Regions from separate parts of the Mus musculus genome. Here region 1 is linked to region 2. The links are chromatin contacts, called in public Hi-C maps. All regions are on one chromosome and are shown on one strand. The core of a region is the stretch at or near the end of the contact, and the rest is flanking DNA. Distances in the headings are between cores, read along the strand shown. Region 1 overlaps Lrmda (leucine rich melanocyte differentiation associated). Region 2 overlaps Lrmda (leucine rich melanocyte differentiation associated).

The links. A called contact is a pair of places that touch in the nucleus more often than the background predicts.
Region 1: a Hi-C map of uterus shows a contact between it and region 2, with 5 times the contacts expected there. The contact joins two enhancer-like sites. A contact is called at or near these places in 3 of 484 Hi-C or Micro-C datasets (all in uterus) and 2 of 9 other capture datasets (adipose tissue and liver).

The regions. Positions count from the first base shown.
Region 1 is chr14:22,321,873-22,324,572 of GRCm38.p6, forward strand. The region is part of intron 2 of Lrmda (leucine rich melanocyte differentiation associated); the gene reads left to right. Among named protein-coding and RNA genes, the nearest start is that of 4930405A10Rik, 220 kb to the right of the region's middle. Within about 2 kb of position 1,354, at least 8 of the 459 cell types and tissues checked have an H3K27ac peak or open chromatin away from gene starts, as enhancers often do. A contact at or near this core is called in uterus, where this site is marked.
Region 2 is chr14:22,174,806-22,177,505 of GRCm38.p6, forward strand. All of the region lies in intron 2 of Lrmda (leucine rich melanocyte differentiation associated), which reads left to right. Among named protein-coding and RNA genes, the nearest start is that of Gm41107, 140 kb to the left of the region's middle. Within about 2 kb of position 1,351, at least 6 of the 459 cell types and tissues checked have an H3K27ac peak or open chromatin away from gene starts, as enhancers often do. A contact at or near this core is called in uterus, where this site is marked.

The DNA of each region.
Region 1 (2,700 bases), core at 104-2,603, 150 kb after region 2:
TGTGATCCATCCAATAGCTGACTGTGAGCATCCACTTCTGTGTTTGCTAGGCCCTGGCATAGCCTCACAAAAGACAGCTATATCTTTCTACAAAAACATAAATATCTTTGATTGTGTCTACCTTTGGAAGGACACAAAACGTTAAAAAAATCAGAGAAGCACCTCAAAGGATTGAGAGATGAGCCTTTCAGTTCCAAGAAAGGAAAGTGCATTTCACAGGTGCTGCCCACCCCCATGCTTGGGCTCCCCTCTCATGGTGAGTTTTGCTATTTCTTTTTGTTGTTGTTGCAGCATAGGGAAATTAATCAGGGTTGCATGGTTTGGCCAATTTTATCTTAGGAAGCCCTTGGGATTTAGAGTAAGTAGATAGGTATGGGTTAAGTTAATAGAAAGAAAATGGAAATGTCTCATTTTGCTAGATAAATTTGTTCCAGAGATACTGTGAATGTTTAGATTCATTTCCTCTCATGCTCAGGTCTGTTAACATTTTAGGCTAGAAAATTCTAGGTTGTCAGGGCGCTACCCTGTGCCCGGAATAGTGTACTTCAAAGTCTTGGGCTTTGGACTTCTAGACTCTGTAGTAACACATGCTTTGTCAAATCTTGATGTGTCACTCTAAGTCTAGTAGGGGTCAGCCACAGATCTCAGAGTTTCAGCAGTGGGAGGTTGTGATAGACAAAGGAAAAAGGTCACGATCATTTCTGGTGCTCTTGACATTGATGTCTTCTGTAAAGAATGTGGGGGAGAGAAGTGTCTGGGTCCAGTTGGAACAGGTCTTAATGAGAGAAGCTAACTGGAAGCTTCAGAAATCTGAGTCCTCTGGGACTCCATGAAGCTGGCTGTGAGGAAGACATTAGAATATTTTCCATGCCTTTGAGCTAAAGGAACTTGAGGTCCATTGGAACTCATCCTTCTCCCAACAAGTTGGATATGTTTTAGCCTGTAAGCCATTGTTACATTGCCTCTTTTATGGTAAACACCCTCTAGCCTTCTCACATCTTCCTAAGTAAGCCTCAGCCTTTGGGTGCAGTTGGAACTCTAGTTTTTGCATGGGGCTTCCTCAGCTATACCTCAGCCAGCATGGAGTTCTTGCTCTTACCTTCAATCTTGCTTACTTCAATTGCATGGCAGTGGCATTCAATTCCAGTGTGGACATTTAATCAAAGATAACTTTGTTTCTTTATTTTAAGGCTATGGGAGCCTCTTTACTTTCTCAGTGTAAGATCTTCTGAGGCTTAGCCTGTCTCTCTCTTTTATTGTCTAATAGATTTTCTAGCATGTGCTTAGTAAATTTTGAGTCAGTTGAAGTCAGTTGGCTTGCTCATCCCTCACCCTTGTTTAACCTCCCAGATCTCTCCACACACTCCAGTCCTGTCTCTTTAAATAGTCAAGGAGACAGCCAGTTGTTTGACAGTTCCTCAGGCATATAAAAATAATTTAGCTTGCACTTAATTTTTATCAGGAGGCAAGTTTAATATTGTCAAGGATTGAAATTTTATTTTTAAGTTTCTACATCCTGTTTCTCTTAATGTCATTTTGGCTTCAAAGGATATAATTCTGAAATTATGAGTACCGTTGGACTTGTTACTATTTCTTCCTTTGTGTATATAATGTTTCAAAAGCTGTTGATGGCTAAATGTCATTTTTATACTTTTTGGATTCATAACAGTTCAAATTCATTCAAAAACAATTAATAATATTATGTATCTTAGGAATAGCTGTCATGTATCTGGTGGATATGACATATTGTTAGATATTTTAAGCTGAAAGTTCTGTCTGGAGGCCAAGTTTAACAAGACAAGAAGCAGGCTGTTTTATAGATGAGCAGAAGGGTAGGGAACACATTTGTGAGGGAGCTGAGTGCTGTAGAACAACCATGCTTGGAAAACACTGGCTTCTCCGCTCAAAACAATAAACCAACAAGCAGTAGCCTAGCTCAAACATTTCTCTTTTTTTTGGCTTTATTTATGTCTGGTTTCCTTCTGCAAACAGGAGGGCCACCTGACAGCTTCAAGAGAAGATATTACTACTAACTACAAACCACCAAGGCGGCGTTCCCAGATTCTTGAGGGACATTTTTCCAGCTCAGGCGGATTGGCTCTTTGATTTTTTTTTTTATCTGAAACAGGAATGAAACATTCCATAAAGAGTCACTGTTTTCAAGATGGGGTGGTCTATTCTAGAAGGAACCTTGGCTAGCAAGAATGATGTCAGCTCTGGGAGGGGCTGGGCAAGATCCCTGGCTTTGGGAATCCACCGGGCTGTTCTAGTCGGTTGGAACTGTCGATTAGCCCTCCCTTCACAAAAGCAAGGCCTTTTTGAGTTTTTTCTTTGGAAATTTCCTAGAACCCCACACTTGTAAGATGAAGGTAGCAGCTACTGGGGGTATTGGGTAGTAAAAAATTTCTCTTGTTTGTGCCTGCGTGTATGCATGTATGCATATGTGTGTGTATACATGTACAGACATGTGCATGTTTGTGTGTGCACAGATCTCATGAGTCAGCATGTGCATGTGGAAATCAAAAGACGGTATCAAGTGTCATTTCTCAGGTACCATCCATTAAGAAAAACAAAACAAAAACAAAAACAAAATTCACGATCATTCACTGGCCTGGGGATTACCAAGGAGACAAGGCTAACTTTCTAGAGAGCTCCAGGGCTCTGCCTGTCTCCATCACCTTTGCTTTTTTTGCAAGTGTG
Region 2 (2,700 bases), core at 101-2,600:
TGTCCAAAACTTAGTGTGTGCATGCTGACGTCTTTTCCCCACCCCTTTCCCAGTCCCTCTGGTGGTGGTCGGTGACTAGGCCATTGTGTGGGTAGCCTTGCCTTCAGGTTTTTTCTTTCTGCAAAGTCATATGTTTTTAGCTGTGATTGCAGCTACTGCCGAGTGGCTCACCTTGTCTTGAGTAATGAGAATAAACAACCGGTCACCGCGCTGACCACTGAAACTAATAAAGATATATAGTGCCGGCTGGCTTAGGGAGTCACAGACGCATTCCTAAACTCCCTGTGACATTTATACCAAGGGAACATGATTCCAAACTCACTCACTGCTTACCCATTCTCAGAGAGAACAAACTATTTGACTGATGGTTTGCTAAATTTAATATGCTTAGCAAGTAAAATTATTGCCTACTCTAATGCTGGGTAATTATTAAGATACACTGCTTTTAAAAATACCAAGTGAATAATATTGATTTAGTGAACTGCTATTTAGAAAAATGCCAGCAAAGGAGGGATATTTTATTTTAGCTGCCTTAAAGCTGTAATGGTTCTGGGCTGAGATACGCATGCGGAAATAAATTATGTACAAGGTAAACTATTTTGTTATATAGTACCCATAATATTAATTAAGCTGTAATTTTACCAACAATGCTTTAATTTAACAAATAAACAGGAATCATCTGTACCATTCTTTCAAATATATAACTTTGGGGTGGTAATAAAACACACAGAAGCACCTGCAGTTAATTGTAGAGCAAACAGAGAGACTAGCAACTGTAAAGGGTAATTGTAATTTATAATTTATTTATTTGACTTATGCTGGGTATAATTACCGTTATAATGTGTTATTATTTTCAGTCCAGCATTAGATATATCTGATTCCAGTTTGTCCAGGCAGCCTGGTGAAGCTCTCTACTTGGGTCCCTTGAAAGTATACTCTCTCCTGCTCCCTTCCCAGTAATGGGAGCTTGTGAAATAAAGAAGAATGGATGGGCCCGTGTCAATAGCAATCCTTGTCCAAAGCTCCAAGAATATTTCCATTTCCATTAAAGCCAAGAGTTTGTCCTGCCCTCACGGTCTTTTAGCTGGCAGCACCTGGAGTGACAGGGCCTGGGTCTGCGTGGCCCCCAGCCATGGGTGAGTGGGCTGGGCCATGCCTGCATAAGAAGGATAGTAAGGAGACCTGAGGACTGGCTGCTACAGCGCCTCCCTTCCTTTTGGTTCTGGGAGTTGTGAGTATTTATTATGGTGGCGCTTTTGGGCTTTTGTTGTTATTATTTTCGAGAGCAGCCTGGAAGGAACAGCTCAAGGAGGAAAAACACCAGGGGTGGAAGAAAGAAGCAATTACAGCGGCCGTTTGTTTGTGGCTAGCAGAATGCTGAAATGGCAGATTTGCAAATTTGTGAGAGAGGGACGCTTAGTGTTCATCTTTATCAGCCAAAGTGGTTTCTTGTTAGCTGAGCAGCAAGCTAGAAAGCCACCGATTTTGACAACATAATTTACATCTTTGTATAAAACTATTGCTGGCAGCCGAACTAATTTGTGCTGGATTAGGTTGTTTGTCTCTGCTGCTGACTAACCATGCAATCTATCAGAGGCCGTTCTCAAATATCACTTTTCAACTGTGCCCTTGAGAGGGGGAATTGATCGGGAATATACGGAAGCAAAATTACTCCAATAACTTTATAGAAGAAACAATTACGGAATCATACAGATGTGAATAATTCTGAAAAGCAGAAACAGTGAATTTCACCCCACTCCTATCTTTCACATATTCATGAAATATACAAATAATATAATAAGGTCCTGTTTCTTTCTTCTTTCTGGACCTTGGACAATAGTGGAGTTAAAGTGAAAGGTAGGAATGTGGTAGTAAAAAAAGATTCTCGGAGGTCATCATTGAGGATTTCCAATGTAGGCTTTACAAATATAACTAAAAACTTCATATATGTACACCACACACACACACACACACACACACACACACACACACATCACCTAAAATATATCTTTTGATCCAGTATGAGTTTTTATAAGTTTTAAAGTAAAGCATCAAGCTAGAAAGACATACCAGTCAGGGAGATGTATTTGTCTTAGCAACATACACAATAAACACATGTATGCATCTTATCATGCAATTCTACAGTTATATTAATAAGTTTCCTATGAGGAGAGGAGCTTCTCTTCTCTTCTCCTGTTAAGTGGATACCTTAGACATTTCTTCCTCCCTTCAATGAGATAGAGGATGATAGAACAGTACAGCAGGAGTCGGGGTAAAAGTAGAGGGGATTTACGATAGACATCCAAGCTGGACCTGTTTGTAAGATGCCTGACTTAAGGCAGCAAGCAAACAAACAAAAAACCCCATTAAGCATCTATTATTTTAAAGCAGTGGTTACATTTTTCATCACTTTCCCCTGATAAATTTTTGCTTGTGCATCCTGCTTCAGGTAATTAATTGCTTTCAGTTCAGAGGAGTAATAATGCAATAAATTATGCCAGTATTTCTAGTCATAGGATCATATTGCAGCTTCCTAACCAAGGCAACACTAATAACAATCCAGGAGACTTGTGGGCCACAGAAAAAGCCTGATTATTATAAATTGGATGCATACAGTCCAAGGACCAGGTCTTCAACATTGCTGTCAAAAGATCTCTTTTAGGGAAGTTTGCATATTCATAGGTGTGCAAGTTACTCTTT